Linked DNA regions of Mus musculus: region 1 is linked to region 2. The links are chromatin contacts, called in public Hi-C maps. All regions are on one chromosome and are shown on one strand. Each heading gives the region's core, a stretch centred on a gene start, on an enhancer-like site or on the middle of the called end of the contact. The rest is flanking DNA. Distances are from core to core; before and after follow the strand shown. Region 1 has its middle 6.9 kb from the start of Gm11627. Region 2 holds the start of Fam171a2 (family with sequence similarity 171, member A2).

Region 1 (6,244 bases), core at 3,075-5,574, 130 kb after region 2:
CCCTTAAGGGAGATGTCACATGGACTTTGCAAGAATTTTGATGTAGTCATACCTTAAGTTTTATTGTACACCAGCATTGAGATAATTGTTACCAGGAAACTTTTTCCAAAATTATACTGTACTTAGATATCTTTAAAAGAGGGCTGGAAAGATGGCTCAGGGAGTTAAGAGCACTGACTGCTCTTCCAGAGGTCCTGAGTTCAATTCTCAGCAACGACATGGTGGCTCACAACCATCTGTAATGGGATCTGATGCCCTCTTCTGGTGTGTCTGAATTAATAATATATTATTATATGTTATATATTTATTATATATAATTAATATATTCTAATATATAAATATTAGATATTATATATGCAAATATTATATATTATATTATATATGTGTGTATGTGTGTGTGTGTGTGTGTGTGTGTGTGTATACACAAATGGCTCGGTGTCAGACTCCAGAAATTTGAACTAGCCTGGCTAACTAAATCTTGCTGAACTGGATTCCTCTTGCCTCTCATGGTTTGTTTTTCTGTTGGTGCCAGCATTTTCAAGGACCCCTCACTGGGTTTCCAGGGTTTGGAGAGATGGCTCAGTACTTAAGTGGGCTTGTTCCTCTTCCCGAGGTCAGGACTGTGATTCCCAGCACCTACATCTGATGGCTCACAACTGCCAGTAACTCCAGCTCCAGGAATCACAATCTTTTTTCTGGATTCCATGCCTGCACACATATGGCATACATTCATACAGACATATGAACATATATAAACATAATTCTTTAGATATGGTTTTAAGGCTAGGGTTATAGCTCAGTCGGTAGAGTTCTTGCCAACCACACTCTAGGCCCTGAGTTTCTCCCCCAACATCACATAAACTAACTAGAAATGCAAACCTGTAATCCCAGCACCCTGGAGGTGAGGCAGAGTTAGAGGCCAGCTTGTGATGGCCTTGAATTTGTGACCCTGGCAGAGGGGTCTTACCCAGCACTGCTCAAAGTCTGGTTAGACCACAAAAGCCGCAAGAACTACTGAGCCCCAATTTTCCCCATACACTGGATGTAAGACAATTCATTCTAGTTCTGGGGCAGGGAAGTTCCACAGGGGTGGGACAGGCACGGGCTAGAACCAGAGGCCAGTCTTAACTTCCATGCGGGTTAACACAGGAGGCAGAGTATTCATCAGGTGGATAGGACAAGGAGAGAGGAGCTTCCGTTTCCTTAGTTAATGGTAGACCAAGTTATTTATTTGTTTGTTTATTTTGAGACAGAGTCTTCCTGTACAACTCTGGCTGCCCTAGACCTTGCTGGTATAGACCAGGCTGATCTTGAACTCACAGAGATCCGTTCCTCTGTGTTGTTTAGGACCAGTCCCCCAAGCCACACTTCTAATTGTAATTCTTTAGGTTCAAAAATGCCAAGACCATGCTATTCCCCAAAGATGGCATTCATCTTCATTCTCTTCATTCATCTTCATTCATTTGTGCTTTATCTACCACCATGTCCCTGAGCCTTCTAAAAGTAGCCCTGAGGGGACTGGAGAGATAGCTTAGCAATGAAGGACACTGAGTATTCTTCTAAAGGTCCTGAGTTCAAATCCCAGCAACCACATGGTGGCTCACAACCATCTGTACAGCTACAGTGCACTGATATACATAAAATAAATAAATAAATCTAAAACAAAACAAAAACAAACAAACAAACACCCCAATGGTTTGAAAATCAGAACCAGGCCTGGTCTACAGAGTGAGTTCTAGGACAGCCAGGCCTACACAGAGAAACCCTGTCTCAAAAAAAAAAAAAAAAAAAAAAGAAAAGAAAAAAAGGAAACTCATAACTAGAAGTAAGAAGTTTATATTCATGAACAACAGCATCCACTTAACCTCAGGTAAAAGAGAGTGGTATTGAGTATATGTAGCCGTGAGTTTTGGCTACACCGCTTCGGCTCCTGGCGAATCCGAAGCATCCATTCAGGAACTATCTTTGGACCCTTGAGTGAATGACACATACACATTAGCTTATTTTAAAGATGCCTTGGCTGCCTTGAAGGCTGAGCACTCCCAAACCTTCCCTGGCTACCTTAGGCCCAACCGAGGAAGTGACCACCCAAATTCTCACGTGTCTGGTTGGCTTTATCTCCGGCCACTCTTGCACCTGATCCTTCTTCCTTGAGGTATGGCGATTCTCCTGACTCTCCTCTGCTCCTCTCTGCATCCTACCCGAGAAACTCTAAGTGTCCTGCCCAGTGCCCAGCCATTAGCTGTTGGCATCTTTATTGATTAATCAAAAACCAATTGGAGACAGAGACCTTCAGCATCTGGACATGCAGATTTCTGATAGAATCAAAGCATTAGAACCAATCTCCAACATATGTGTGTGTGTGCATGTGTATGCACATATATGTATGTATGTATGTATGTATACACACACAGTGTGTGTAGATAGGCACATGTGTGACAGTCAGAGGACAACCTGCAGGAGGTGGTCCTCACAGCTGTTTTGAGAATTCCTTCCAACATCTGAATATGAGGCTCCTTAGGTTTAGCAGCAGGTCCCTTTACTCTCTGAATTTTTAGAAGTTTTGTTTATTACCATGACACATGCATGTATGATACATGGGTTTGCATGCAGGCACCCACACACCACAGCACACATGTGTGGAGGTCAGGTTCAGGAGTGCATTCTCCCCATCTGCCTTGAGACCCAGGGTGCAAACTCAGGCCTTTAGGCTTCCTCCTCCTCCTCCTCCTCTTCCTCCTCTTCTTCCTCCTCCTCCTCCTCCTCCTCCTCCTTTTTTTGGTTTTTTCGAGACAGGATTTCTCTGTGTAGCCGTGGCTGTCCTGGAACTCATTCTGTAGACCAGGCTGGCCTTGAACTCAGAAATCCACCTGCCTCTGCCTCCCAAGTGCTGGGATCAAAGGCATGCACCACCACTGCCCAGTTTCTTCTTCTTTTTCTTAAAGAATTATTTATTTATTTTATGTGTATATATGAGCACACTGTTGTTCTCTTCAGACACACCAGAAGAGGGCATCAGATCTCATTACAGATGGTTGTGAGCACTATGTGATTGCTGGGACTTGAACTCAGGACTTCTGGAGGAGCAGTCAGTGCTCTTATCTATTGAGCCATCTTTCCAGCACCTTTAGGCTTTCAAAGCTCCGATTATTCTGGCTCTTCTAGTTGTGTGACTTTAGGCAGGTGACCTAAATACGTACCTCAGTTTCCTGGGATGTAAAATAGCAGATAGTATCTGGCTGCCTTGTTCTGCAGGTTTCAGCTTCAACTGCTAACTGTTTTTAATCTACAGCCCTAGAACTCCAAGAGCTATGAAGGAGAGTACACGTTATACAGCATACATTTATGGACACCAACTGTGAATAGTTACAAAAGTAACCATTTGCTGAACAAATATCACACATTTCTAATATTTTAATAATCTATTTACTTTTATTTTATGTATTTTGCTTCCATGTATATCTGTGTGTGGATGTCAGATTTGGAGTGGACAGTTGTGAGCTGCCATGTGGTTGCTGAGAATTGAACTCAGGTCCTCTGGAAGAACAGTCAGTGCTCTTAAACCCTAAGTCATCTCTCCAGCCCCGTGTGTGTGTGTGTGTGTGTGTGTGTGTGTTTTGAGGTCTCACCCCCAATGTAGCCTCATGCCTCCATCTCCCAAATACGAGGACTTATTGGCGTGCATCACCACGCCCTGCTGTTACTTAACACACTTTTTTTCTTTTTTAATTAGATATTTTCTTTATTTACATTTCAAATATTATCCCCTTTCCTAATTTCCCCTCCGAAAACCCCCTATCCCCTCCCCTCTTCCCCTACTTAACACACTTTTATTAAAAGATGATATGTGCGTGGTCTCCCATAGAACTCTAGCTGGGGTCCTCTAGGACCTCAGTCCAGCAGAGGGCGCTGTGGCCTCAAAATGCAATTCTCAGCTTACTCTTTGGCTGAGTAATGCGGAGGGAAAGAGGGAACTCACTGGGGCGTTTTGGCTGTACCCCCTTCAGAACCTTTGTCCCAACCAACTTCTTTCTCCAAGCACTCAGCAAACCTGCTCAGCCGCGCAGCTCGCTGCGGAGTGAACACCACCTCCTGAAGGGATCGCTGGAGTTTTCAGTCTTCTACGTCTTTTTTTTTTTTTCTTCTTTCTTTTCTTTTCATTTCTTTCTTTCTTTTCTTTTCTTTTTTCTCATTTCATTTCACTTCTTTTCTTTTCTTTTTCTTTTGTTTTTATAAACCCTAGAAGCCTCATCCCAGCAGTGAATCATCGGCCTTATGCTTCTCTCTTTCTGTTCCAAATTCCAAGGCGGCAACCTCTCTCTTAGCCTTCTGGGCACCCGCAGCCATCTTTATCCCAGCCCAGCTCCTCATACAAAACGCACTCACTCTCCAGCCTACTCTTGTTTCACTCTGCTGGAAGACAAAGAGCCTCTTCTCCTAGTCTTTCACCAAACAGTTCTTTGGGACCAAGATTACCATCGCGCAGCGTTGAAGAGAGTTAACCTTTATTGAGCGCACACTGTGCATCAAGCACTTGGTTGGCATTATTCTCTCAATCACTCTGAGAGGTTTCTGGCCCATTTAATAGGTTACATAGTTAAGGCCATAGAGTAGCTAAGGGACACACATTCTAAGGTCGCACAGTGTGGAGTCAATTTTTTTTTTTTTTTCCTAAATAATTTTTGGAGAGGGCAGAGGCTGGAGAGATGGCTCAGCAGGTAGGAGTACTTGTTGCTTTTACAAGAGGACCCAGGTTTGGTCTCCAGCCCCCTCATGACAACTCACATCTGTCCATACTTTTCACACCTTCTGGCCTCCTTGGGCAGCAGATACACATATGATATACAAACCTGTTTTTTTAATTAATTAATTTATGGTGTTGCACCGGACACACACAAACTCATATCATGTTCAGAATACTGTTCCATGGGGGTCAGTTTTCTTCTTCTACTGTGTGCATTGTGGATTAAATTCAGGCAAATACTATACCAGTAAGATATATCCCCAGTAACATTTTTTGTTTTTTTCCAGACATGATTTCTCTGGGTAGCCCTGGCTGTCCTGGAACTCACTCTGTAGACCAGGCTGGCCTCAAACTCATAGTGATCTGTCTGCCTCTGCCTCCCAAGTGTTGGGATTAAAGGCATGCACCACTACTGCCTGACTCTACAACATTTTTTTTTAATTATTTATATACATCAGAAGAGGGCATCAGATCCCATTATAAATGGTTGTGAGCTGCCATGTGGGTGCAGGGGATTTGAACTCAGGACCTCTGGAAGAGCATCCAGTGCTTTTAATCACTGAGCCATCTCTCCAGCCCTTAACAAAAAAATTTTAATTATATTTATTTGTGAGACGGGGAACGTGCACACCACAGAGGATGATGCAGAGGTCAGAGGACAACTGGCAGGAACTGGCTGTCTTCTTCTGCCCTGTGGGTCCTGGGGATTGCAGGCAGGTCATCAGACTTGGTCTCAAATACCTCTGCCCACTGAACCATCTCACCAGCCCACTTGTTTTGTTTTGTTTTTAACAAAATTATTTTATGTATATGAGTTTTTGTCTGTGTACTCCGTTTTTGCTATTTTTGCAGTGTTCACGGAAGCCAGAAGAGGACCCTGAATTCTCTGGAACAGGAGTTACAAATAGGTGTGAGCCACCGTGTGGATGCTGAGAGTGGACCCCAGGTGCTCAGATTAAAGGTGCGCACCATATGTACAGCCTGACAATAAAAAAAATTTTATTTATTATTATTACTTATAAAATATTTATAGCAAATATTTTATTTATTGTTAGTTTTAATTATGCGTTTGTGTGTGTCTGCATGTTCACACACACACACACACACATAGAGTACAGGTATCTTTGGAGCCCAGAGGCATTGGATTCCCTGAAGCTGGAGTGACAGATGGTTGTGAGCTGCCCTGGTAGTAAAGGGAATTGTACTCAGATACTCTAGAAGAAGAACAGACAATGCTCTTTATCACTGACCCATCTCTCCAGCTCCTCCCACAATTTTTAAAATGGGCCTTTAGTACCTGGACTTGTTGGACCCAAACAGGCTCTACATATTGTTCAATATCCTTTTAAAATTTTATTATTACCTTGCATATGAAATGCATGTGCCTATGTGTGCACATGTCACAGCATGTGGGCAAAGATTAGAGAGCAGCTTCCTGTAGTCAGTTCTCTCCCTCCACGCTTTACTGGTGCTGAGGACATGAGGACTTTTGCTGTGTAT
Region 2 (6,042 bases), core at 2,721-5,220:
GAGGGTGGCTGGCCTCTCTGGGAGCAGGTAGAGGCTGACGGATGCGTACACTGTAAAACAGGCAGCCTGTCAGCTCTAGAAGCATTTCCTAGGTACCCCCTTGTCTTCATCCCAGTGGCTTCATCCTCCCACGACCCAGTATGCCCCAGCCCAGGAGCAGCTGCTGGGAAACTGCCCTTCCACCCGCAAGGACTATTTTGGGAAGGGGCTGATGGTGGGTCAGCTGCTGTCCAACCCGCTCCTCCCCCCCTCCCCCTGCCCCTGCACTCACACGGCAGCTTGTCAACACGCCAGGGCACTGAGTTGGTGAGGAAACCGGGGCGGGCAGCAGTGACCAAGACCCAGGTACCCAGGCGGTAACTGAGGGGTAGTGTGGCCACGCCCTCTGAGTCCGTAGTACCAGCAGCCAGAAGAGTGCGGTTCCCAAAGACGTCTACTGAGGCCCTGGCCAGGGGCACCAGCTCCCCGCTCACATATACCTGTACCTTGATCAGGATCTCTGTGGGAAGACGGGGTGAGGGGATGAGGAGTGAGGGAGGGGGCTGCTGGGGGAGAGAGGCTTGGGGGCTGACTCCTGGGGATCAAATGTAGGGCCTCTGTCTGTGAGTTGTGCTCTCTGCCAAAATCAGCAGAGGAGGAGAGAGGGCTATTTATCCCCTTTTTACCAGCGCTAGCCCATGCATACTTTCACAATTCTAAACTTGGGCAATGCCTGTGATGGGTGATGTCATCGTTATAATTGACAGCATTCCCCACTCCCCACCCCCATTCTTAATGGCTCACAAAATAGGAATATACTTTGCAGCCAGTGAAATGCTATATTTGCTAAAATATGCCCTCAGCCCATTTTACAGATAAAGAAAGTGAGGCTTAGAAGGCGTTAAGTCCTTGTACTGCAGTTAAGTGAGAAATCTGAGCTCTGAACCTAGTAGTCTACTTCTAGAGTTAAAAAATGTTAGCCAGTCTACCCTAAAAGAACAATGGTCTGAAGAGGAGAAGAGAGACCAAGAAAGAATGAGCCCTGGGAGAATGGGGAGCCTCAGGTGGAGGGGGAGAGGGCAAGATCGAGTAACCTAGAGGAAAGATGGAAGCTTGAGTTCTCAAGGAACAAAAAAAAAAAAAAAAAAAAAAAAATCAAGTCAAGCCACCAAGGAACCTGTCACTCTGTCACTTCTTACACACACCCTCTACCCAGGATCCTATCCAAAAACCCTTCAAATTTAGGGACCTGCCCCAGCTCCTAAGCTCAAAGGAGTATCTTGATCCCTCCCATCACAGTCTGTAGCTGGTCAGCGACAGTCACTCACCATGGCAACGCCCTCATTCCTCCCGGGAGATCAAGCAAAGGAGCTGGGGCACTGATGGGGATGGGCTACACGGAAAGCAGACCCAGGCCCAAGGGAAAGAGTGTGCAGGGACTGGGACGCATAAACATTTAAATTTCCAGGCTATCTGTGAAACCCCCCCCCCGTCCCCCACCTCCCTTCCTCCAGGGTAACCTGGCCACTCTGGCCCTGAAGGCGAGGTGCTTGGGTTTGGGTGGGTGATGAGGACTTAAATTACTCTCATGGATTTCCACAGGTCGCCTCTGCCATCTAACCCTTTCCACTCAGCACCCGCTTCTCCCTCAAGACTAGGCCCCGCCCCCGCCTTCCTAATGAGCATCATAGATTGGGAGACAAGTGGAGGATGCACTGGATGCTGGGGGAAATCCCAGGTAGAGAGGGAGCCTGGAGCCTGGAGCGGAGAGAAGAAGGGGCGGGGCTGGGGGGCGTGGGCAGCCTCAGAACCTCAAGGCCTTTCACCGACTTGACACTCCACAGTGACAGGTGTCTCTTCTCAGGCTTCCAAAGCAGGATACCACGCCTGGTCCTGGCATCCCATCCAGCTATTCCCAGAGCCCACCTCCCTCTCCAGGATAGGCCAGAGTCTAGCTTGTTAGGGTGGGGCACCCACTCTGCCCACTCCCACGCTGGCTCTCCAAGGAGTGGCAGTCTCCTGCCCCAGTAGGAATTCTGAGAAGCTAAAAGAGTCTGACTGCTCCCAGCCCCATTCTAGGCTTAGGAACAGCTGGAGAAAGCAGCTGGGAAGAGAGGATCCTGGAGTCTGAAATTTTGTCACTTGAGGGAAGCCTTTTGGCTCAAGGGCCAAAGCCTCAAAAGAGGTAGAGGAGGGACCTGGGAAACAAAACAGAGGTGGGCAGGTAAGGCCGGAAGGAAAGTCAGCACCAAGCTGGGAGGTGGGGCAGGTGTCTAGCAGACTCCTTTCCCTGCTTCCCCACAGCCTGGGCTCCCCGCCAGCTGCCTGAGAGAGCCCCTTATTCTGGCTGTATTCCAGCCAATTCCCTGGGCCCTTCCTCCCTCCCCTGGGCCTTGGAGGAGGAGAAGCTTCTTAGCTTGGGCCTCTTCTCTGGGAGATTAGGGGAGACTGAGGCACAGGAAGATCCCTCCCCACCCTCAAAGCTTGGCATTCCATACAGTATCTGCATCTCTCCACTTGGCTAGCCCTGCCTTGTTCCAGGAGGAAATCCGACCTCCTTCCTTCATCCGGACCCTACTTCCCTCAACCAGACCCCCGCCTTCCGCCTTTCCTGCTAGCTTCTGGTGTGTGTGTGTGTGGGGGGGGGGTGGCATAAGGAGCAAAGAACACTGTTTCAGGATGGAACCGCAGGCAGGGAAGGAAGAGCAATTGTGGGGTGGTGGCGCAGGAACCAGAAAGGTGGGAGAGGGAAGCAGGGATGAGGAGAAGAGAGGCCCAGAGCACCCACGAGTGAGCTGTGGAGTCAGGGTGTCCAGCTCCCAATGCAGGGGCCAGCTCTACCTTCACCTCACACACCCATGTGGGCCAGGTTAGGCGTTAGGAGGGTCAGGGTCTCCTTTGGGGGCGGGGGAATGAGTGAAATGAAGAAGGGAAGCTGGTAGAAGAGAGTAGTAGCAAGAGACAGGCTGGACAAGGACCCAGACACCTGCCCTCTCAGCTGGTACTGCCCACAGCTAGCCAGCCAGCTCAGCATGGCTCCGTGACCACAGCCCTGCCATGCGCCTTGAGCCGGGAATCACAATAACGCCTGTACTCGCCCCCCCCCTTCCAAATGCATCCCCTCCCTCTAGCATGAGCTGATCAGTGTTTATTCGGTGAGCCCCAAATTCTAAACCTGGGGGGGGATTGGCTAGAAGCTGTCAGGCTCCTGGGTGAAAACCCCATTCGAGCAGTCAATCCCGCCTACAGCCTCACCCACTCCCCCTCTCCCCTCCCCCCTCGCAGCCCAGCTCTAAGCTCCCAGCCCCAGTCCGGCCAGGGTGGCAGCCGATGTCTGCGCCCCCACCCAGCCTGGGTCGCAGCTAGGGACCCGCGGGGGGCTGCGGAGCCGGCGCCCGCCCCAGCCCGCCCCTGGGCGGGTGTCTTCCGCAGACAATAGCTCTGGCTGCAGTGCCTCGCGGACCAGGAGGGAGAAAAACAAGTCGGAGGAGGCGGCAGCGCCGAGCCTGGAGACCCTCGCCCTCTCCATTGTGTCTCCCCAAGACCCCCGCAGCAAACAGTCCCCCAATCTCTCCCCCAGAAGCACCGATCTCAGGTCGCCTTCCCCCCGCCATCCTGGGAGCAGAATGCATCCCAAGTCACTAGCACCGTGAAGAGGGGGCCAGCGGTGGCAGCCGATCACAGGGTACAGGCCCACGATCGCCGCCCCTCGAGGCCGATACTCACCCTGCGGGCTGGGGGGCTCCGGCGGAGACTTGCCGGGAGCCCGGGAGGCGCCGCCGAGCAGCAGCCCCAGCAGCGGCAGCAGCCGCGCGAGGACGCCGGGGCCACTCGGCGGCGGCATCGCGGGGCTCGGCCGGGCCCTAGCGGTCCATCGTTGCCGCCCGGCCCTGATCGGCCGGCCCCGCTCAGCCCCAGTTCTGCACCGCTCTGTGCAGCTCCGGGTTGGGCTCCCGCTCCGGCTGCGGCGCCCGCTCGGCGCGATTGTCTCTGCCCGGAGCGGCCGCCAGCGCCCCCTGCAGTCGACACCCGGCACGGCGGGCCAGCGGGCACCGCCCCCTCGAGGCCCGGCTCTGCCTGCAGCCCACCCGGCAGCCCCCACCCGGTAACCCAAGATTCCAGACAGCAATGGAGTGCAGCGATTAGGGGGCAATTACCCGGGTTGGGGTTGGAGAGCTCTTGAGATGTGGTGTAAAATTGAGGGGTAGGAGAATGGCTATTGCCTACTCCTAAGGGCTGTAGTTGGAAAGAGTGAGAATTTTCTTCTCCCACACCGAGAGCTCCGTAGTGTTGAGGAGGCTGCGGTCTCCATCCAACATTGGGAAGCTGACCTGTGGTCATGTCAGCCTCCTCCCCCGCCCCCCATGACTTCCATTCAGAAACAGGCAAGACAAGTTCCTTACAGCCTTCTTAGCCTCTCTTGCTTTAAAGAGGATGGTCTGAAGTTCAGAATGACCTCGAACTCATGGCCCTTTTCCTGCCTCCGCTTCCAGAGTGTTGGGATTTCAAATGCAAGCCGCTATATTCAGCCTCACTTATCCTTTAAAGTGACAATCATAATAATCTCTACCTAGTAACGTGGTTGAGATACCAAGGTGTGTGTGAGGGGTGGTTCGGGGTGATGGTGGAGGAATGCCAGGCACCTTTTATCCCAACAGGAAGAGCTCTGTGAGTTCAAGGCCACTTTGCTCTACATAGCCAGTTCCTGGTCCTCTGACACAAGTCTGACAGGTGCACCGGTGCAGTAAGTGGTGCTATTGTTGGCCGGGGAGGGGCTTGCCTCCCTTGGAGTAATAAGACCTCCTTCTGGAGGAGACATCTGGCTAGAGAGGTTTTGTAGAAGTGGAAGCAGACGCCTCCCCCCACAAAAGAATCCCATTGGTTCCGGCATCCTGATTGACAAACTGGATCTTCCTTCGCTGAACCCCATGTTTGAAGACAAGCTCCCAAACAACCTTTCTCTCCTTATCGTTTCTGGCTGTCACTATCCCTTAGCTTCTGTTTTGCGTCGTTCTCTCTGCCCAGTCACCTCTTCAGCACAGCCTGCTACCCAGGAGACCTATGACAAGGATGGCTTCCCCTAGGGGACGCAGCAGGCTTCCCTCTGACTAAGTCTCTCTACTTAAGGGGGCAAAGTCACCAGGTCTTTCCCTTCATCCCTTCCTTTCCTCTTTCCCTCTTTTCCTTCTTTCTTTCTCCTCCCCTCATTTCCATCTGTTTCCTCTTCCTCCTCCTTCTTCTCACCGCCCCCGCCCCCCACCTCAGACCCTGGAGTAGCCAGCCAAGGGTAGAGGGGATTGCACGCAGCATCTCTTCCTTTTTAATAGAGATTTCCGTGTAACCATATTTCCCAGTTCTGTGCTTATGTAACTTTTTTTTTTTTTTTTTTTTTTTTTTTGGAACCTAAGTGCAGGCTTTAGCGCTCTTCCTTGGTGAATTTCATCGTGTTGGTCTCAAGCCGACTTCACAATCTGTCAGAGCTCCCTGGAATCTGCCTTGCTTGCCCACTGTATTATCCCTGTGCCTGCCACAGCCAGGAGTTATCTGTGGGGCAGAGAGGCTACTGCTGCCTTCGTTCAAGGATCTCCTGATGTCTCTAGGCAGCCCAGAGTTGACATGGAGCTGAGACACCCCAGAGAGACCCCCCCACCGCACCCCAGTTTTATCAGGATCATTCAGATCTAAAATCCCAGCCACTACAATCCCGCTCACATTTCTCTCGTCCGTGAGGCCCAAGGCTAAAATGCTTTGCTGGGATCAAGATAGGTGGTCTGGGCCATTCAGTTGCAATGACTGACTGACTCCAGAGGAAATTTGGCTGGTATTCAAGGATCACGGCTTAATCTTTACTTAGATATTCAGTCACCCAGCTAGAAACCTGTTCTGGAACTTGCCATGCATGGATGTCAAATCATTGTTATCAGGATTTACCATTTTACCCCTCTGGGTACAATCAAGTATGGGCTCTGGTGAGGTGAATATATGCACCTCTTCTGTCCCTGGACACGTAGCATTGAATTCAGTGTTCAAGGCGTGTCTGCTCAGCCACCACCCCTGCCTCCC

What was found. A called contact is a pair of places that touch in the nucleus more often than the background predicts.
Region 1: a contact with region 2 is called in a Hi-C map of nephron progenitors, with 2.8 times the contacts expected there. The contact joins the enhancer-like site here to the promoter of Fam171a2 in region 2. A contact is called at or near these places in 11 of 39 promoter capture datasets (the 3T3-L1 cell line, the C10 cell line, cranial neural crest and 6 more), 19 of 484 Hi-C or Micro-C datasets (the G1E-ER4 cell line, the HL-1 cell line, embryonic fibroblasts and 8 more), 7 of 115 datasets of contacts at active chromatin or transcription factors (embryonic hindbrain, embryonic stem cells and pancreatic cancer cells) and 4 of 9 other capture datasets (adipose tissue, embryonic stem cells, liver and 1 more).

Annotation. Positions count from the first base shown.
Region 1 is chr11:102,569,072-102,575,315 of GRCm38.p6, forward strand. No RefSeq gene overlaps it. Among named protein-coding and RNA genes, the nearest start is that of Gm11627, 6.9 kb to the right of the region's middle. Within about 2 kb of position 4,325, at least 88 of the 459 cell types and tissues checked have an H3K27ac peak or open chromatin away from gene starts, as enhancers often do. A contact at or near this core is called in adipose tissue, embryonic fibroblasts, nephron progenitors and 1 more, where this site is marked.
Region 2 is chr11:102,443,693-102,449,734 of GRCm38.p6, forward strand. Fam171a2 (family with sequence similarity 171, member A2) reads right to left here and starts at 3,971. Exons shown (of 8, transcript NM_199200.2): 1 at 3,706-3,971; 2 at 272-499; 3 at 1-50. The coding sequence starts at 3,823.